Linked DNA regions of Mus musculus: regions 2, 3, 4, 5, 6 and 7 are each linked to region 1. The links are chromatin contacts, called in public Hi-C and promoter capture Hi-C maps. All regions are on one chromosome and are shown on one strand. Each heading gives the region's core, a stretch centred on a gene start, on an enhancer-like site or on the middle of the called end of the contact. The rest is flanking DNA. Distances are from core to core; before and after follow the strand shown.

The links. Promoter capture Hi-C pulls out the DNA fragments that hold promoters and counts their contacts. Hi-C and Micro-C count contacts between places; a contact is called where the count stands out from the background.
Region 2: a contact with region 1 is called in a promoter capture Hi-C map of the 3T3-L1 cell line, with 8 times the contacts expected there. The contact joins the enhancer-like site here to the promoter of Zeb2 in region 1. A contact is called at or near these places in 5 of 39 promoter capture datasets (the 3T3-L1 cell line, cranial neural crest, maxillary cranial neural crest and 1 more), 1 of 484 Hi-C or Micro-C datasets (embryonic fibroblasts) and 1 of 115 datasets of contacts at active chromatin or transcription factors (embryonic stem cells).
Region 3: a contact with region 1 is called in a promoter capture Hi-C map of the HPC-7 cell line, with 5 times the contacts expected there. The contact joins the enhancer-like site here to the promoter of Zeb2 in region 1. A contact is called at or near these places in 9 of 39 promoter capture datasets (the 3T3-L1 cell line, 3T3-L1-derived adipocytes, the C10 cell line and 4 more), 1 of 484 Hi-C or Micro-C datasets (embryonic fibroblasts), 7 of 115 datasets of contacts at active chromatin or transcription factors (bone marrow-derived dendritic cells, cardiomyocytes, embryonic hindbrain and 4 more) and 1 of 9 other capture datasets (adipose tissue).
Region 4: a contact with region 1 is called in a promoter capture Hi-C map of 3T3-L1-derived adipocytes, with 6 times the contacts expected there. The contact joins the enhancer-like site here to the promoter of Zeb2 in region 1. A contact is called at or near these places in 11 of 39 promoter capture datasets (the 3T3-L1 cell line, 3T3-L1-derived adipocytes, the C10 cell line and 7 more), 6 of 115 datasets of contacts at active chromatin or transcription factors (bone marrow-derived dendritic cells, craniofacial prominence, embryonic forebrain and 3 more) and 1 of 9 other capture datasets (adipose tissue).
Region 5: a contact with region 1 is called in a Hi-C map of B cells, with 2.3 times the contacts expected there. The contact joins the enhancer-like site here to the promoter of Zeb2 in region 1. A contact is called at or near these places in 3 of 484 Hi-C or Micro-C datasets (B cells, bone marrow-derived macrophages and centrocytes) and 7 of 115 datasets of contacts at active chromatin or transcription factors (bone marrow-derived dendritic cells, embryonic forebrain, embryonic hindbrain and 4 more).
Region 6: a contact with region 1 is called in a Hi-C map of cortical neurons, with 2.6 times the contacts expected there. The contact joins the enhancer-like site here to the promoter of Zeb2 in region 1. A contact is called at or near these places in 8 of 39 promoter capture datasets (the 3T3-L1 cell line, 3T3-L1-derived adipocytes, the HPC-7 cell line and 4 more), 2 of 484 Hi-C or Micro-C datasets (cerebral cortex and cortical neurons) and 4 of 115 datasets of contacts at active chromatin or transcription factors (embryonic forebrain, forebrain, large pre-B cells and 1 more).
Region 7: a Hi-C map of bone marrow-derived macrophages shows a contact between it and region 1, with 5 times the contacts expected there. The contact joins the enhancer-like site here to the promoter of Zeb2 in region 1. A contact is called at or near these places in 8 of 39 promoter capture datasets (the 3T3-L1 cell line, 3T3-L1-derived adipocytes, the HPC-7 cell line and 3 more), 1 of 15 datasets of contacts at CTCF or cohesin (pro-B cells), 1 of 484 Hi-C or Micro-C datasets (bone marrow-derived macrophages) and 2 of 115 datasets of contacts at active chromatin or transcription factors (bone marrow-derived dendritic cells and large pre-B cells).

What each region holds. Positions count from the first base shown.
Region 1 is chr2:45,111,905-45,114,694 of GRCm38.p6, forward strand. It overlaps Zeb2 (zinc finger E-box binding homeobox 2), which reads right to left and starts at 1,375. Exons shown (of 10, transcript NM_015753.4): 1 at 919-1,375. It overlaps Zeb2os (zinc finger E-box binding homeobox 2, opposite strand), which reads left to right. Exons shown (of 3, transcript NR_110572.1): 2 at 939-1,089; 3 at 1,195-2,183.
Region 2 is chr2:46,569,155-46,571,944 of GRCm38.p6, forward strand. No RefSeq gene overlaps it. Among named protein-coding and RNA genes, the nearest start is that of Gm13470, 130 kb to the left of the region's middle. Within about 2 kb of position 1,452, at least 2 of the 459 cell types and tissues checked have an H3K27ac peak or open chromatin away from gene starts, as enhancers often do.
Region 3 is chr2:46,524,074-46,526,863 of GRCm38.p6, forward strand. No RefSeq gene overlaps it. Among named protein-coding and RNA genes, the nearest start is that of Gm13470, 83 kb to the left of the region's middle. Within about 2 kb of position 1,373, at least 19 of the 459 cell types and tissues checked have an H3K27ac peak or open chromatin away from gene starts, as enhancers often do. A contact at or near this core is called in the HPC-7 cell line and pro-B cells, where this site is marked.
Region 4 is chr2:46,464,148-46,466,937 of GRCm38.p6, forward strand. No RefSeq gene overlaps it. Among named protein-coding and RNA genes, the nearest start is that of Gm13470, 23 kb to the left of the region's middle. Within about 2 kb of position 1,379, at least 10 of the 459 cell types and tissues checked have an H3K27ac peak or open chromatin away from gene starts, as enhancers often do. A contact at or near this core is called in 3T3-L1-derived adipocytes, where this site is marked.
Region 5 is chr2:46,301,430-46,304,219 of GRCm38.p6, forward strand. No RefSeq gene overlaps it. Among named protein-coding and RNA genes, the nearest start is that of Gm13470, 140 kb to the right of the region's middle. Within about 2 kb of position 1,437, at least 13 of the 459 cell types and tissues checked have an H3K27ac peak or open chromatin away from gene starts, as enhancers often do. A contact at or near this core is called in B cells, bone marrow-derived macrophages and centrocytes, where this site is marked.
Region 6 is chr2:46,283,556-46,286,345 of GRCm38.p6, forward strand. No RefSeq gene overlaps it. Among named protein-coding and RNA genes, the nearest start is that of Gm13470, 160 kb to the right of the region's middle. Within about 2 kb of position 1,411, at least 5 of the 459 cell types and tissues checked have an H3K27ac peak or open chromatin away from gene starts, as enhancers often do. A contact at or near this core is called in cortical neurons, where this site is marked.
Region 7 is chr2:46,140,273-46,143,062 of GRCm38.p6, forward strand. No RefSeq gene overlaps it. Among named protein-coding and RNA genes, the nearest start is that of Gm13470, 300 kb to the right of the region's middle. Within about 2 kb of position 1,424, at least 3 of the 459 cell types and tissues checked have an H3K27ac peak or open chromatin away from gene starts, as enhancers often do. A contact at or near this core is called in bone marrow-derived macrophages, where this site is marked.

The sequences.
Region 1 (2,790 bases), core at 125-2,624:
TGTGTGTGTGTGTGTGTGAGAGAGAGAGAGAGAGAGAGAGAGAGAGAGAGAGAGAGAGAGAGAGAGAGGAGTTCCATGAAAAATCGATGTGTATATTACTTGGTCATTTAAAATAAAATATCAAAAGTTACCCTAATTTTAACCCTATTATCCTGACAGCAGTTTTCTTCCCAGCTGTTGCGACCCCCCCTCTCCCATACACTTTGGTAAACGACTCAAGTTCCAAGAGAACTTTCACTTCTTTATTTATAATCACAGAAGTGAGGTGTTACTTCACACACACACACACACACACACACACACAAAGAATGAAATAAAGAAATGAAACTCGCTAGGCAGACAAAAACAGTCAAGTTTCTGCTTAGAAAACAGCCTTCTCCGGTGGGAAAGGTTAGACTAGTCTGCCAGATCTAAGAGAAGGACTTGCTCCCGAATTTGGTAGGTCTTTCTCGAATAAGTTTTATAATTATTAACAGGTATTTGCCAAGTTTTAATTGCTTGATATAATGAATTGAAAGTCGGTGTGAGAACAAAGCAGTAGAAACTCTCCACTTGATGAGTTTTTTACCCCAGCCATTCAGTTCTCAACAAAACTTTTCCTAGACTATGTAGCAAAAAACACCTTTGGTTACCTGAATGGACAGGTACAGGGCGAATTACTGGGGGAAGGGGAAAAAGGGAGAGGAAAGGAAAGAGAGAGTAAGGGAAGGCATGAGAAAGCAAAGAAGCCACTCTTGGGAAAAGAAAGCCTGCCACCAAAGAGCTAAAACCACCTGAAATTCCTGTCCAGAGACACCCGGCTCACTTCAGACTAACATTCCCACTCAAAATGAGAAAATTAGAGAGGGAGGGTGGGGGGCAAGAGCACCAAAAAAGGATAAAAAGAGGAGGAAAAGAAGGGGGGGGTGGGAAACCTACCTGTGAAGTCTTGTTTGTAGTTTTGGCCAGAAATGGTGAGAAGAAAAAGCATGAAGAAGCCGCGAAGTGTGGGGGAGAAAAAGGTGGAGGCGAAGAAACAGCTCCCGGAGCAAACTGAACAAAACCTCGCCAAGAGTGTCTGGAGGCAGGACCGTTATTCCTGCCGAGCAGGTTAGAACTGATCTCTTTTCGGCCACTCCAGGAAACACAAACCTGGGGACGGACTGACGTGTTACGCCTCTTCTAATGACATTTTTTTCTTTTTCTTTTCTGTAGGGGAGAGAAGAGAGACCCTGAAACACGCGCCACCTATCTTTGTGGGGAGGGATAATTGAAGCGCCCTGAGCGTGAGCATCATGTGAAAACGTGATCGCCAAGTTTCTCTCTGGGAAAGGATCTGGGATAGATTATACCTTGAAGTCTCCGCAAACGCTTTAGTGGAAGAAATGAAATTCCACCTCCCTCCCTTCCTCTCTCCCTCCCTCCCTTCTCCACGCCCCCCCCCCCCCCCCCCCCCCCCGTCAAGCAAGCCTTTGGCATCATTATCCTCATCACTAAATCCTGCAGAGTACTGGGCGGAAAACGGTGCACACCATTCACAGAACTGGAGAACTCCAAGGGGCGAAAGTTAAAGGGAAAGCTCTCGGGTCTTCCATGCAGATCTCTTGTCTTATACAGATATCTCTGGTGACTAGGTTTGAGGTGCACGTCAAGTTGTATGGATACCTCAAGCACCGTTTTTGGAACTAAATTCTTGCCCTTTCTCTTATTACATTTTTTTTTTTAAAGATGCCAGAGCTAGGGGAGGGAAATGCTACTTGTACACTGCATCTTAGGATCTCAGTGTGCAGTGTATGTGTGTATGTGTGTGTGTGTGTGGGGGGGAGATTTTCTGGATTGGATCCCTATATTAAAAGTTTGGCATTTTAATAAAGGGTCTCTAGGTTAACATAGAGCTGTACTATGCTGGCCAATCTCTGGACCCCTCTACACCTCATGCAGACCACATTACAAAGTGAGGGGACAGGGGCAGGAGGAAGAAGGAGAAAGGTCAGAGGAACTTAGGACGAAAGAAAGAAGAGGGTGACACTAAACTGTGTGGGGTCTAAGTTTTGAAGTGCATATTTTTGATATTGCAATTAAACTAAAATTAAAAAGAAAAGACTCCACCTTTGCTCTGAAGGGATTGGTTATGCAAATATGGAAGGGATTTCCTGGAGAATACAGCTTTCTACTGTATGGTTAATTAAATAATCACTCAAAAAGCTTCCAACGTGACGCTTCTGTCGTAATCCAATCAGGTTACATAGGTCCTAAACAAGAAAGATATTTTCCACATCTGGAAGTCAGCAATTTAGCAAGTACTGCACATTATTAACCAATTCAGAGCCCACTTCCCAGGGGATTTTTTTTTGAAGTTTAAGTGTTCTTAACCAATGCTCTGCTGTTTTGTTAATCAAAAAGCTGGTTTACACTGCACATAATTGGAACTAATATAGAAGTAAATAAAGACAGCCAAATTTGAGGATGCTCTGTATTTATAGGAAAAGGAAGAAACTGTTTTGCCTCAACAGTTAAGGCTTAATTTCTTAAAATACTAGGAGACCCCCCCCCATTATTTTAAATAGTGAAAGTATTTAAGAACCCGAGAGCACAGAGAGATGCCCAGTCTCACAGCCTATAGACTCCAGTATAAAGGAAAAGGTGGAGGTTTGAAGAGGGCCAAACAGCTGCCTCTTATCAGTTTTTCTGCTTTAATACTGTCAAATATGTCATAGTCCCCTGTTTTCAGTCTGAAGAGACCTGAAACAAATAATACCCTGATCCAACACTAGACTTTTACTCATATTAAGATAAACTGCTTTGAACTGT
Region 2 (2,790 bases), core at 202-2,701, 1.5 Mb after region 1:
CAACACTATCAACCAAGCAGAACCACCAGAGCTCCCAGAGATTAAACCGCCCACCTAAGAATACACATGGAGGGTCCCATGGCTCCAGCATCTGTAGCAGAGGATGCTCCAGTGTAGGGATGTGCCAGGACAGGGAGGCAGGAGTGGGTGGGCAGGTGGATGAGCACCCTCATAGAAGCAGGGGGAAGGAGAATGGTTAGGGGGTGTCTGGTGGGGAAAGTAGAAAAGGGGTTAACATTTGCAATGTAAATAAATAAAATATCCAATAAAAAGGTTACCTTATTTGGGTTTCAAGCTTGTTCTACTGGATGGAACCCTTATCTGACACTCGAAACTATTATTGAGGCTCAAAGTACCTATGTACAGATAGGTCATGAGCTCTTGGGAAAACTACTACTATTATTCTTTTAAACAAAAATATATATAAAACAACCCCTCATAACACATTGCCATATTCATAAATCAAGCATTGCTCCTTCTTTTAGTAGATGATAAGTAACACAAATTACCACAAGTGTTCAGCAGTTCAGAGAATAAGGGACTTTAGGATGGGCCTTTCAAATTTGGGTATCTATATTATATCTCTTCCCTCATGACTCAGTGATCTCTGTGGAAGAAGGAGTGGAAAGCTGATAAGAACCGTGGGTGATGGATGACTTCAGGGAAGAATGTTTTATGCACTGACAAAGCTGATTTACAAATGAATTCACAGAGATTATGAGAATACATATGACACGAACACGAGATCAAACTTGACAAAAGAAAAAAAAATCCCAGAATTAACAAGGAAAAGTGAATACAAAGTCCTAACACTAGCAAGGGACTTATTGGCATTTGATTGCTCTTGTTTGTTTGTTTGTTTGTTTGTTTGTTTCCAATGGACTGAAGCATGGTATATTGATTTCTGTTAAGGAGAGTCTCCATACTAGGCATAATAAGGCAATACAAACCAGACTAGATACCTTTTATTTTTAAGAGGAGAGAAAATGGGAGGAGTAGCTAGGAAACATACAGTGGGTAGCTGAGTGAGTAGGGAGAGAGAGGATTCTGGGTAGAGTTGAGGCAGGGAGATGAATATCACCAAAACACATTATATGAAATGGTGAAAATTCAGAGAAATTATTTTAATATAAATGAGTATCTTATGGAAATTAACAGTACAAATTCATATTATAGAATGCTAAAGCAGAAGTCACACAGTAGTCATTCAATATTCTGAACAATTTAAAAATTATACCTTTTCCTACTTGTTGAGGTTTGGGGGATGATAGGAAATAATTCATCAGCATAACTTGGTGGTTTATAGTAAAATATTGCAAACAATAAGAAAAAGATATGGTGAAGGACAATCCTAATGGAGAAACAGAAAAGCAACAGCATTCAAACATGTCTTGAAGGGGCAAAGGTTTTCTCAGTGTTGATAATTATATTTAATGTAGTGCTGCCAAAGTTCATGACTCAACTCAGGAAGTGCCTACCTCATTGCCCTGAGTCTCAGGAGAGATTTGGATTTTAGATTTCTAAAGTGTTGAAACCATTAAAGATTATGGGAATATTTTTAACTTGCATGAAATTCACTTTGTATTATGATATGGCCAAAAGCCTACAGGGCCCAGCAAATGGAACGTGACCGTTTGAATGAAAATGGCACCATATTTACATGTTTGGTACTTGTTTCCAAGTTGGTCAGTCTGCTTTGGAAGGATTAAGAATTGTGCATTGGTTGTAGAGTTATGTTGGCCTCTCAAAAGACTTGTGATTCCTAGTCTGTCTGTCTGTCTGTCTCTCTGTCTCTCTCATACACACACACACACACACACACACACACACACACACACACACACACACATCTTACCTAGATCTGTATGTTACCTCTCAGCTGTTCCTGCCAGCATGCTTTCGTTTCTGCCATCATGGACTCTACACCGCTAAAAACATAAGTCATAAGTCATATTAAATGACTTCTTTTACAAGTTGGCTTGTCCATGGAACTTTGTCTCAGTCATAGAAAAGTAAGACTGCTCTTCAAGGCCTGAAGTTCTCATTACATTCTCAGGCATGAATGTTTCCTCCTGACCTTTGTCATCTCAGAGCTTTGATAGATAAGAAAGAACAAGTCAAGACCAAGAAAAAAAAAGATCCATGAGGAATTGGTAGAAATACAAACAGAACAGCTTTTCCTTATTGTTTAGGAGTACAGGGTAAAGCTACTTAGATAAAAGTATCTTTTTACATCAAGTTTACATAACACTCTAATAATACTAGAACAGTGGCACAACAGCCACTTAATCATTTACCAGGACTGATTCTTTGCATTATCCAATCTCATTAAACTTTTCAACACTGCTTTTAATAGTGCCTTTGTGGTTTAAAAGAGGGCCCAACTCCTAGCCTGGAGTCTCAGATGATCAAGGCCATGCACTGTGCTGTATTTACCAGTCCCACCAGTCAGCAGATGGATGAAAGCACAGAAGAATGGTTTTACAGGACTTCTGAGTTGTTATTGAAGCCTATTATGTTTGGTTTTTTTCCTGTCATAATATTTCTGATTAGAGTACCAAGAGGTTATTGTTTTGTTCAGTATTATTAGAACGGCTTGTTTTTTTTAACTTTGATCTTTTTACAAAAAATGTTACATCTTATTTGCATTATGTTTATTATTTTTTCAAGCTTTTCTGGTGTTTTTCTAATTTTGTTTTTTTCCCCCCATTTTCTAATTACGTTTTCCCCTGTGTGCTGAAGCTGTACCAGCTTTGTTGCCCATACAATGTATCATATTGACTATGAGGC
Region 3 (2,790 bases), core at 123-2,622, 1.4 Mb after region 1:
TTAATCATAACACCCAAAGAAATAATATTTGCAAATTACCATAGAATGTGTTTATTGTATTTGGGGCCAAGACAAAGATTATACAATTAAAAACGTTGCCTAAAAGTATTTCCCTCCTTTGAGGATTCAGCTAAATTTAGAAAAGAATCTGTTCTCATGTTTTTATTTAAACAAAAATATTGAGCTTTCAAAAATGCATCTTAGCAGACACATACACAGTGCATATACCCACACAGATGTATTTTGTATTTTATAACACTCTTCTCTGATTATCATATCATATACATCTAGGTGTGCAGTTGACTGCAGTTTGAATGAGTTACCGTTAATGCTGAACAAGGGCTGTACTCTCTTTCTACCCACACTGGTAATCATCACCTCTTCTCTCAGAGGTATCAGTGACCTTGTGCTTTTTCTCTAACAGATCCTGGTGGAAATTTCCTGCTAATTCATGTGGTGACTGCTTTGTAACCATGGTATTTCTCCAAAACAAGAGGGAAGAGCCCTGTGTTTCCTCTTCACCAATGAAGAGAAATGATGAATAGAAATTCTTTTAGTGAGGCCTTTCCTTTGTGAACTTTAGAAACTTCTCTAATCATTTCTGTAACAGGTTTTGCAACCTCAGTGATCGGAGAGAAGATAACAATCCTGAAAATAGTGGGGAACACTGGCCTCCCTTTGACAACACGGAGCTGCCAATGTGGATTCCATGAGTGTGAGGACAGGAGGAAGCTTCTTATCACAGAAACGAGTGGGAGAGACTTGCATGTGGAAGCGAACAGCAGTGGAGATTCTTGGCTGAAAGATAATGATGACGGTAACAGGATGCCATGCTGTTCTCTGAGAAACAACGTGAATATTCTCAAGAAGGAGAAAAGAATACATAAAACACCACAGCTGCCAACACTGCAAGCAAAATATATTAATTCAGAATCAGAGAGGCAGCCTGCCCTCCGTGCCCCCACCCCCACCCCCTTGCTGCTTCAAAGAACAATGTGAAAAAAGGGAAGGCCAGTTGAAACTACCCTTCTTGTCTTTCTCTTCTGTAACAAATGACACGAAAGCAGAAAGGAAGAGAACAACTCCTGCCTTTTTCCTTGGTATGGAAGAAGACGCAAGAGTTTACAAACCAGCTGACAAGAGTTTAAACAGAAAAGATCAAGTGGAAAAAAAAATATGGAAGTCTCCGGGCTTTGAGGGCTGTAAGATATTGTGCAGGGGTGCAGGCATGCAGATTGGCTTTGAAAGTCACAGGATGAGAATGACACTAGTTCCAAGCCAGTGAGAGCCAGCAGGAAATGTATGAAGGATGTGGGTTTGTCTTAGTTAGGAGGGAGGGAAGGCACATGAGCGTTTCTTTCAGTTGACTGATTCTAAATAAGCCACTCACACATGAGGCATCGTCCTCAGGTCTGCTTCCTACGTCTAGGTCAGCCATGACCAGGAGAGGACCATCAATCACTCCTACTCACAAAATGGAGTGAGTGTGATTGATTGCTTAGGACTGAATTAGCCCTGCCTGATTCATGGGAACCTTAATGGAATCTGGAGGCCCTGAACTGGAAACTTAGGTTTTGGCCTGGAAATGGACCCCAAACCTTGGGGCTAACTCCAGGTGTGCCCTAGTCAATCCAAACCCTCAGCTGTGAGGAGGAGGAGGAGGCACCGGAGAGCTGCAGATTGCCACTTTTGTTTTATATCATTTTAACACTTGAAGGTTTTCTTTCTAAAAATCATGAGAACGATAAGGCAGCTTGTTTCTGTAGGAGATCAAACTCCACTACCACTTTCATGAGGAATATGCTTATTTATCTTGCTCAGATCAGTTCCATGCACAGAGATACAATAGAAACAACTTTTCAGAAAGTATACATGGGTGTGCAGTGAAACGCCCAACACTTACCTAACTTCACTCTAGCATTGTATAGTCATTGACAGGAGGCTGAATTAATTACTTTCCCCTTGATGTGATAAAATATCCTAAGAGAAGTAGACTGAACAGGCAGTTAGTTTGCCTCAAGGTCCTAGGGTCCAGTCCATCCTGATATGGAAGTCCTGTTGGAAGGAGTATAGGCAGCCAATCACATTGCATTTGCAATGAAGAAGCTGGGGGAAATGGACACTGTGCCCAACTTCCTTTGCCCTTGGTTTGCCTAAGACGCCACCCATGGAATGCTGCTACTCAGTTAGAGTGGTTTTTTCCAAGGTTGTCTTTCACAGGTCTTTCCCCAGACCTGTAAGGTAGCAATGTTACAACACATAGCTGGTATAAACAGGAGTATTGTGAATATGTTGTTTCAAGACTACAAGGTCAACTTTGAGAGACCATGTTTATTTTAAAAATGAACCTTTGTCCTTCCTACACTCAAATTGTCCTATATTGTATAAGACTCTGTGGAAGAAAAAGATGGCAGAGAGTTCAGGGCTTTCTTTATACCCCTTGAAAAAGCCTTTGCCTCCTTCACTATATATAGAAACCATTAGGGTTCAATATTTTTATATGCTAGCAGTTTTAGTTTCTATAGTTTGTTTGTTTGTTGGAGAGACAGGGTTTCTGTGCCATATGTTTGTTTCTCTGAGAGACAGGCTGGCTGTACTGAAACTCACTTTGTAGACCAGGCTATCCTCAAGCTTACAGAGATTATCTGCCTCTGCCTCTCAAAGGCTGGGATTAAAGGCATGTGTCACCATTGCCCTATTATAGTAGTTATTTAGTCTCAATTGGGGTTTCTACCCTATCTTTGATCATTCAATTCCCATATAAAAGTAAAAAAAAAAAAAAAAAACAAA
Region 4 (2,790 bases), core at 129-2,628, 1.4 Mb after region 1:
ACATACAAGACTTATACATATAAGGTATACATATAAGACTTATACATATAAGGTATACATATAAGACTTATACATATAAGGTATACATATAAGACTTATACATATAAGGTATAGATATAAGACTTATACATATAAGGTATACATATAAGACTTATTTACCAAAAGATTTTTACTTGTAAACACTAGGTTGAGATAACCTAAATTTTATGATTTACATATTTTATCATATTAAAAATTTGAGACATGCTTTAGATCTCTTGTCATCAAGTTGTAAGCTTATATCACCTAGGGGCTCATAGAGTTCAAACCACCTAGTCATTATTGATTCTTTGTACAATGAAAATCTGTTTCATAGATATCCACATAGAAATGAGAAGTACATATTTATGACAGTTAATATAGTAGATTTATCTCTGAAAATGATATAGATAAATTTCCCTTTATATATTCCAGTAATACTATTTATTCAAGAGGCCATATTAATAATTTAAAGGGCAGTTTTCTATACATTTGGATCTTTACAGATTGCATATAAGACACAGCTGACAACACAGTAGTTCTTGATTTAATTTATACCTCATGGGTCATGGTGAAGGAGAAATACAGTTTGTGTGAATTCTGCTCTCTGTTTACATAGTGGAAATGCTCCTAGTTAGATGAACTGATCCATAGCTTCCATAGCAGAGAGCTCTGTAAACCATGCCTATGGGGTTGTATGTAATCATTCATATATAAAACCATTTATTTACATCATTGCCATAGGAGGGGCATATCCTCTCCCACACAGATAGCTTGTTTGATGTATATCACTTCCTAATTGCTTCAGGTAACACATCTAAGTCTGCACTCCCTTACTGTTCTTTCTAGACAAAAATAAAGTGATAGACTCCATTTATTGCAAAGCAGGCAGTGAGATGGTATGCATGTTGGCTCACCTACTCCTAACCCTCTTCACATGAAGTGCCCTTCAGGTAAAGCACACTCACCACCCTTCTCCTTGCCTTAAATAAATACCTCCCTTATTCTCAATGCTCAGGATTTATGTGTTTCTTATAAAAGATAATTAAACGAGCCACCATTCAAGTTGAAGGGTAAGAAGCTCTCATCAGCAGATTTTAAATATACCATTTACTCTCACTTCTCCTGAATTACCAGACCTTAGTTCATTCCTTTCCTCCTTAAGTACTTTGGTAGTTCAGTTTTCCTTTCCTAATTTTGTTTCTAATACTTCCCTACTTCTTAGAGTGTCTTCTATGCCTTCTTTCCTAAGCACAACTAATCAATCGCCCATCCTCTTCTCAACTTCCCAGAAGACACAAGTCCTCAGAGCATAGCAGCTTTCCCAGTGCTACTCTCAGCCCATGACCCATGCTGGCAAAACGTCTGCTCCCATGTGGCCGCATGTTTCATAAGGAGAGCTACTAAAATGCAGGCAAGCACATCGTCTTAATTGCTTGCTAGTGGGCACTCAGCCAACATGCTGTTAGCAGAATGAAACCCAATCTTAGAGAAAAAGTGCTGAAGCCCTGCTCTGGACCCAAGCCCCATATGGATTGCATGTGTTTTAGGGATATTTGAACAAGATGAACTCTTTCCACTCCTCTGGGTGGGAATATCATCAGTCCATGGGTTTTTAGAACACTTTCATTTTGGTGTAATAATCTCCACTGCAAGACAGTTTTAAGAGCAAGCTCTTTACCTCCTTTCTGACTTCTGACATAAACAGATAAGAATATATCCTCATTTTTTCATGTCTGAAAACAGTATTTTCAATTCTATTTTAAACTGATTATTGCTTCTAAATACTCCAACAAAGCATTTTGAGAGTTTTAAGGATTGGTACTGTTATTAGGTAAATATTTGGTCTTTGCTGTTTCAATAGTGTAAACTTCAGCTGACTTTTCTTTATACAGGGTTATTGTGGTGCCTCCTTGAGTGGCTGTGAAAAAAATCAAAAGGATCAAAGCTCTTGTAATTGTGCAGTCTACAAAGAAAAGGTCCAGTCAATTTTGGATTATAATGTTACTGCTAAAAATTACAATCTAATAATATTGCCACTGGGAAAGCATCTGAGTATATATTACAATGTATATATTCTGTATTCTTTTTGATGTATTGTTCTTTGGATTACGTTCTATGTCATCTTTTCTAAAGAGCCGAAGAATGTCTTTAAATTTATAGGTAGTAAAACAAGGAAAGGAGTAAGACAGAGAAAAATACTTTCTTACATTTCTTTATATTATCTTATTACAACAATGAGCCCAAAATTTAAGTCCTGGATCTTCTTTTCAATACTAAATCACTGTCATCTGATAATAGGAGGGTTGTAGATAACCTTTGTTTTGTCCTGTAGTAGAACTTCAGAACGCTGAATGAAGAGAAAAATAACTTAAGTATCAGAATAATTTTGCATTCCGTTTTAAATTACATTCATTCTGGAAGGTTTTGATAACTTCTTGTACCCATCTCTTGAAAACTGTTCTTCCAACAAACAGGGTTGGAATCCAGGAAGGAAAATATAAAACTCATTTCTCTTCTCACTCTAGAATCTTTAGGAGGCCTCCAGACATCGAGCAGCTTGCCTTAAAATCCAGGAATTTCCTAAAGGACATGGAGATAGTACCCTTTGGGGGATGTGTTTTCATTTGGTATAATAAAGAATTAAAACACTCACACAGAATAATGCTAGTACTTTCTGTCATCAGTTTTTATGCTGTTAATCTATTGTTTGGTGTAGCAGCTTTTAGCTCAAAGAGAATTCACCACAGACTTCTAATTAATATTACAGAG
Region 5 (2,790 bases), core at 187-2,686, 1.2 Mb after region 1:
CTCTGTCTTGCTCTCTCTCTCTCTCTCTTTCTCTCTCTCTCTTTCTCTCTCTCTCTTTGTGTGTGTGTGTGTGTGTGTGTGTGTGTGTGTGTGTGTGTGTGTGTGTATAAGAGGAAACATTGGTTTCAGAGGAATGTCATTTTAGAGCACAGACCAAATACAATCCTGCTATCCTGCTTCTCTGTAAGTTATGGCTTCTCTCTGAAGGAAAAAAAAAAAAGGTTTTAAGCCCAGGTTTAAACAATGAATAATCTGACTTCTTTCTCTCTTGCCATATTTGTCTTTCATCTACTTCTTTGTTACCATCTCTTGAGAATTATGCCAAGTTATATCTCACCTGGGTCCTGTTGTGCTAGGGTATGTTTATTGCCCCCATCTACTCCCTTCTGTGATAAGGCAGAACTCAGCTCACATAGCACTGTCTTCTTCAGAGTCCAACAACCTTCCCATTGGTATTTCATTTTCCCTTCTGAATCTCCCCATCTATGGCAACAGCTTACCCATAAATTTATAAAGGACTGCTTATCACGTGCGCATTCAGTATTTATTTAACAGTGAGACCAACACCAGTTTTTAGAGTAACATTGCCATTTTTGTGTTTACAGTGAGAGATTCTGTCTTGGCCCAATCATCCAGTGAACCTGAAGAACAAAAGCTGACTCATTTTCACTCACCACTGATAAAAAATGGCAAGCAAGTATAATATTTTTGAATAAGTTACACCATTTCACTGTGTGAAAAAAAAAGTATCTAGTGTGCTCAAATTTTCATTTGTAGAAGTGAGAGCAAAAAGTTCCCAAAAGGCCAGAATTACTCACAAAAACGTAGTTTTTATTTAAATTAATTTTATTTGTAACTGGTACATAAGACATAAAATATGCATATTTACGGACTGCTATTTGATGAGCTCATGTACTATTACATCGTACAATGTTTGAGTCCAGTTTAAGCCCTCTGTCATCTCAGATTATTGGAGTTTCAAGGTGAAAGCCATCAAAATCCCTTCCCTTAACATTTTGAAATCCATGATAAACTATTATGATATAATGTATTATATATCCAACATATAGTTGCCCTGCTGTGAACTAGTACACCAGCATCTCTCATTCTTCCCTAACTGTAAGTTCAGACACTTGGTAAATCTTTTCTAAGTCTTTTCACCAGACTCCACACTTTTCAAGATTCACCTCCAATATTCCTGTGTTTGGTCTTCTTGAAGATTGCCCTGTCCCTCTGGGATGAATGCTATCTCACTGTGACTTTCATTTGCATTTTCCTTGTGATTATTCAGGGTGAATATTTTTTCATACACCTGTTTGCTTTTTTGCATGTTATCATTTGAGTAAATCTATCTTCAAAAGGTGTAATTTTCTACCTCACCAGTAAAAGTGCAGTAAATTTAGAGGGAAACCCCCACTGGTATGTTTGGGGAACTTCCTCTTTCTGTGAAAAGCAGTTTCTATGACAGCTTCCTACTAAAATGTACATTATCTCTCTGATCTGAACAGTTCGGTTTTCTCCAAATAACTGTGAGCTTTTTCTCTAGAGATATTAGTATATTGTATATTATATCTTAAATGCATGATAAAAATGTCAAATATCTTCCTATGATCTTTATTTTCTATATTTAATTTTTTTACCTGGTGCTATACCCACTTCTTTCAAATGGTTGCTGAACCAGTGAATAGGAAAACAGAAAAAAAATTCTCTCATTACAGAATGATTATAGGGCTATGTTTAGTTGAAAGGATGCACTCATGTAATGTCTTTAATTGTTTTATAGACCAGTGTCACTTTTATATACGTCAGCTGAAGTGTCTGTAAATCTTTACACTCTTCCTTAGAGGCAGACATTGTGTGACAGGCATTTTTATCCTTGCTTACACCATTTCTCCCCAGGCCTCACTACTTTGAGGCATATTCATGTTCATCAAACAACTGTGCACCTCTTAACTGAGTGCATGTCCTATAATGACAATGTCAGTTTTAGCCTCACTTGCTGAATATTTATTAAGTACCAACTTTGGACCAATTTCTTCAATGGTGTGTCTTATTTGTTCTACCTGGGCACCCAAATTGAAAGAGGACTTCAACTTTATAGATATTTCAAATAATGAACCATCTACCTCTTTTATAGGTTAGTAAATTATTACTTTATTTAAAAGCTAAAAATTTTGGAATTAATCTTGAAATGGAGATCTTTAGTTTGGGGAACACACATTTCAACATGGTCCACCTGCCTATACTTTCTTGTGTACAGCTTTATCTATTTTAGTTACTTGAGACTTTCTAGAATATGGATCTTGCTACAATTCTAATTCGAACACAATATTGAAAATGTACCTGGTTATTGCTTCACAGAGGACAAAAGGTAAAGAGAAAATGACCTTTCTTTTTAAACTTAGATTAGACTAATGTATGTTCCACTTTTCAGATCTCGTAGGCTGACATCTACTACACACCTTACCATCTTTCCTCATCTAGATTGTTGCTGTATGTTCTGCTGAGAAAATCCTTCTTGCAAATCATCATCTCAAACCTGAAGCACTATTCATCAGCTTAACACAGTTGGCATGTTCAGGAATGTTCCTTGCCACAAAAATCTATGAGAAATGTCACCCTTCTTAACATAATATGTCTAACATCTACCTATCATATTGCTTTGGTGGGTATTCTATCAAAATTTCCTTTTGTGTATTAACATTCTACTTGAATCTACACCCTACTAGGGAAACATTGCTACTTTGTCACCAGCAATTTCTTTGTCACATGATATCAATCCTCTGTTTC
Region 6 (2,790 bases), core at 161-2,660, 1.2 Mb after region 1:
GAGGTATATTAGTTTTAAATATCATCACAACTAATTATAAAGGTTTTGAATATGTAAAGTATATGGATTTTTTTCTTAAACACAAACAGCCAAAATATTCAGACTAAATGAATCAGTTATGCAAAAATAAAATGAGAGGTGAGCTATGATTTGGTAGGGGAGTAATAACCTCAAAGCTAAGAAATTTGTTTGCAAGTAATTTTTGTTTAAATTTTACAATAAAACTATGTATTTAAATAAATGTACATATTTAATCATTTAGCCATAAGAGGTGATAACCTCTTCTCCCAATATTCAGATAGGCATTGTTCATTTGCTACATACTCATAGAATTCTACCCAGAAAACTAAAATCACAAGGTTTAGTTCTGGTGCAGAGCATCTAAACAGTATTTGTTGGGTCTTTGTTTTACTAGGTTATTGATTAAACAATTCTGTAGAATGAGAAGATTGGGAGAGAGCACAGACATTGCTATCAAGAGACCTAAACGGTAGTTTGCTTAGATTTTGAAGCCACTCCCTGAACACATGATAATTCTCTAATTCCATGGCTGAACAAGTAACCATTTTAATTAGACTCTGAGGCAAGCAACATTGTGTCCATGGTAACAAGTATAAAAAGAACTTTGAAAAAAAAAGGGGGGAAAAAGGAGGAGAAAAAAATGTGATAACTGAAAATGTGTTTAAATCATGATAAAAGGATTTAAGCAGATGTTATTTTTTTCAAAGTGTTATTTTAAAAAAGAATTTTAAAGGGCTCTTGATATGAGAAAAAATCATTTTTGGATGTGTCTTTATGGAAGATTTCTCACTCCGAAGTTCTGTAGCTCTGGATTGCCGTGGGTGATTTTGCTGCCTGCTGAATGAAATGGGTACTAGAGTGCAGACATATGCGAGAAAGGGAAACTGATGCACCTAAGGTAAATGCAGAAGTGATAACGATGTAAGATGTCTGTCTCAGTATCACTTAGATGGATTGAATGCCCATTTTCATTAAAAAGACTCTATTTAGGAAACAAAAATTTCTTTCTTGATATTTGGCCACTGAATTAGTGAATACCCCTGTACATACTTACTGCTTGTGAGGAACAAGATAAAGAAAGAGGCATGAAGCTGCCTGGTCTTCAGTGATCAGTGTATGTCCTTTCCTTAGCTCTAGGTACCAAAGTATTTATCCACTATTAATCAGAGAATGATAGTGGAAATATTATAATTGTCTATTACTTTATAATTATATATAATATTATGCACTTACATATATAAAATGAAAAAGAGGTTGTTCTGAAATTCAGATTCTCAAAATGAACTCACCATAAATAACGCCCAAAGTGAGAAAGGAACACTCCTTTATGCTCTGTTGTTGGTTTTCTGCCAATAATTACCTTCTCCAGGAACACTGAGTCTGCCACATTTGAAACAGGCAGCCGTTGTCTAAAGTTAGCTATCCCTCAGAGTGACAGGCATGTTCCACTGAACTGACTATAGGATAAAGTTAACAGGAAATCCAGAGAGAGGAGTGAGGAAGACTTTGCAGGAGGAAAACTTGTTTGGACTGAATTTTCCCTAAAGTATAAATGCTCACTGATTGAAAACAAAAATGGACATTGAGGAGATCCAGAGTGCCAACATAAAGAAAACAAATTAATAGCAACCTGAAGCTAGAGGCAGGGAAGTCAAGCCTCATGTGGCTTTTCCTCAATATTGAGGTACCCCAACATCACTGTACAAAGTTATCTTCAGGTCTTTGATTTTTGGCAAATAAATTGGTTATTTTAGGAAATTCTAACCAAGGGGGAAGAAAGAATTCTAGGCAATGGAGAAGAGAGAACTCTGAGGAACAAGGGGAAAAAATATAGTAGGAGAAATTCAGTGACTGTTAAAATTTGTACTTCCAACTGAGATTTAAATTCATAGGAGTCTAAGCTTGGTAAGTTTCTATTTATTATAGATGATAAGAAGTTAAACAGTATAAAGTGATTATTAATCCATTTCTATTGGACAGAAAATTCATATCTCACATAAAAGAATGTAGCAATTATAGTCATTTCTAATTCTACATACACACACACACAAGCAGTCTTCTACACACATCTAAAGACACAGTCAAATAAATTCCTACGCATATCGTTATATAGAAGCAGGAATAAGTGGCTGTTCAATAGATTGCATGAGTTTTGCTTTGTATCAGGTTTATTTCTGCTACTCCAGACAGTGTAAGAATTGAGGCTTACTTATATCCAAGGCTTCATTTTGCACTACCTCTATTGGCTTAGAAACAAAATCAAAATCATATATTTTTTAATGCTTTAGGGAAAAAGGGATACTCTCAAAGTGTAAGAATAGTAGGGTGCAGCATTATACTATCAAACAAGATGATGATCTCGCTCAGAAGTTTGCTAGTCAAGCTGGGCTTGGTGGTACATGCCTCTAGTACCTGGTAAACAGAGGAGGAAAGATCTATGTGATTTCAAAGCCAGCCTAGTCTGCAGTGGGAGATTTGGGACAGTCAAAACAAAGACTAAACTCTTTCAAAGGGAATGCACCTTATTTTTGTGGCACATCTAACAGGTTAAACATGCCATGGTGGCATATTTCACCCTTGATTCCACATCAAGGAATACACTGAATGAAGGAATGAATGAGTGAATGAATGAATGAAACATGGGTACAGCTTTGGCAAAGAACCAAGTAAACTGCCTTCATGTCGCTGTTTCAGAGATGCCAAAATGTATCCATGTGCCATGATGCCTCTCTGCTTCTAAGCAGAAGCACATCATTTTACAGATGTATT
Region 7 (2,790 bases), core at 174-2,673, 1.0 Mb after region 1:
TGGGGACTTTTTGGATAGTATTGGAAATGTAAATGAGGAAAATACCTAATTAAAAAAAAAGAAGACAGGGTATCAAATGAGGGAGGGGGGCCATCCCACAGTCACAACTCTCACCCATAATTGTTCCTGTCTGAAAGAAATTCAGGTTTGGAAATGGAGAGGAGCCTGAGGTAAAGAAGGTCCAGGGACAAGCCCAAAGTAGGATCCAACTCAAGGGGATTTCCCAAGGCCTGACACTATTATGACTTGTGGAGAGAGGGGCCTGGGGAAGAGGTATGGAATGTGTAACAGTTGGAGGGTAAATGGAGGGAGCAATAAAATCTAAAGTGTAAAAATAAATAAACAAACAAACAAACAAATAAATAAATAAATATTTCCCTCTAAAATTGTATCCTATTTTTTTCAATTTTTATTAGATATTTTCTTCATTTACATTTCAAATGCTATCCTGAAAGTCCCCTATACCCTCTCCCCTGCCTTGTTCCCATAACCACCCACTCCCACTTCTTGGCCCTGGCTTTCCCCTGTACTGGGGCATATAAAGTTTGCAAGACCAAGGGGCCTCTCTTCCCAATGATGGCCAACTAGGCCATCTTCTGCTACATATGCAGCAAGAGACATGAGCTCAGGGGGTACTGGTTAGTTCATATTGTTGTTCCATCTATAGGGTTTCAGACTCCTTCAGCTCCTTGGGTACTTTCTCTAGGTCCTCCATTGGGGGCCCTGTGTTCCATCCAATAGATGACAATGAGCATCCACTTCTGTATTTGCCAGGCACTGGCATAGCCTCACAAAAGGCAGCTATATCAGGGTCCCTTGAGCAAAACCTTGCTGGCATATGCAATAGTGTCTGGGTTTGGTGGCTGATTATGGGATGGATCTCCGGGTATCTTTATAGACATAGATGAATTAGAATAGCTCTCAGACCACATGGGAGTGTGTGAAGTGGAGTGATAAGCACAGAAAATCACAAGTGATCCAAGTGTAGACAATAAGTAGTCACTTCTCAGCCACAAGTAGGACATCAACACCACATCCCTTCATCAGCCCTGGGGAACATCACTGAAGAGAGAGCAGAAAGGTTGTAAGGGCAAGAAATCAGGGAAGACCTGGATGAAACAGTGTTCTCTGGACACAGCAGGACGAATACACTGATAAAAATCACAGTACCTGTGCTTGCTTGTGAGCAACATGCACAGAAGTCTTAGTATGTCAACATAATTTTTGCATGCATTAAAATTCTCCATTATTTTAAAATCATAGAGTTGTGATTAATTTTAGGTTTTGTTTTTCTAATATCTACTATGATTATTTAATGATATCTTTCACAGCAGGAGTTGTCTTCTTCCCCAACTGGACACTTCTAGGGTTCATTATGTGACTCGATCATAGAGGAAACATTGCGTCAAGTTTGTGAGAGTTCCTTGTTATCATTGTTCATATTTCATAGCTATTAAGTTTAATTTCATAAATCAACATTTGTGTTTGGTGCATGAGAGTGATAAAGTCAGAAACGCAAAGATAGGGTTTCTCACGGTCAGCACTTGTTTGAAGTGAGCTGGAAGAAGCCTGGTAGGATCAGGAGTAATTAAGAGAATTGGCAATAGCTATTTTTAGGTTGATTTACTCTTGTTTGTGTTCCTTTCCAGTGTGTTCTGAATAGAGTAGAAACTGACCTCAGCTTCTAAAAACTTCTAAAAGACCTCAGTTTTTAGAGGAAGGAAGTCAAATAATGCACTCAATTTAGTTATGGAGAAGAGATAAAATTAGACAATAGTAATTCTTTTCACTACTGACATAAAAATAAATGTAAAAATATTGTCAAGAATGACATCATCAGAACTTCCCCTATCAACTTCTAGGGCAGATGCCCATTTCCTCAGAATCTTGAGGCTTTTCAATTCTGTTTGGAGGTATTAACTGCAGGATGAGTGTTAGCTCTATTCTAACGACATGGAATAACACAGTCAGTACTGACAACAACTAAAACATATCCACCTTAATTCTTTTGTCTATCAACAAGATGCTAGTCAGTGTTGATATGTGTAGTACGCATGTAACTTCCATTTTGTGATAAATGCATTGCTAAACAAAATAGAAAAGGTACAAGCAGTTTTAATATTGTATATAACATCTCCAGTTCAAGAAGATATGAGGATTATTATGAAAGGTGTGTAAGGCTTTGAGACAGAAGCACAGAGTTGCATGCAAGGGCCTTTAATCACTGAGCTATTCACTCTCTTTAAGACCAAGTATGTATGCATCATTTCAAAACCGACACAGTTTTATTCTTGTCCTTTACTTTTTTTTCCAATGGTAGGTAATTCGACTTAAAGATCAGATCTAATTTCAAACACTTTTAAAAATGTCTTCGTTTAGTGCAGGTATTTATTCTTACACATTTGCTTGCAAATTTCATTTTACTTTATAAGCTTAAATGTTCATGCCCACATAAAACAGATAATCTAATTATTTTAGATGTAGCTATTGATTACTTTGAAATGATATTGATAGTCATTTTCCTTTTTCCCTTTCACTTTAGAGTAGTATGCATGTTTAAATATGAAATTCCCATACAAATAAGATAGTCTTCTTAACAGAATTTTTCTTTATTAATTTATTCTTCCCCTTGCTTTACTTATCTTCTCCCCCCTCTCTTTGCCTCCTCTTCTGCTTCATTAATGCTCCCTCTTTCTCTCTCTTCTCTCCATCATAGGCTATACCCTGTACAAACAGTGCTGCAGTTTCTCCTGATCTCTTTACATGAAGTGAATTATTTTCTTGCATCTC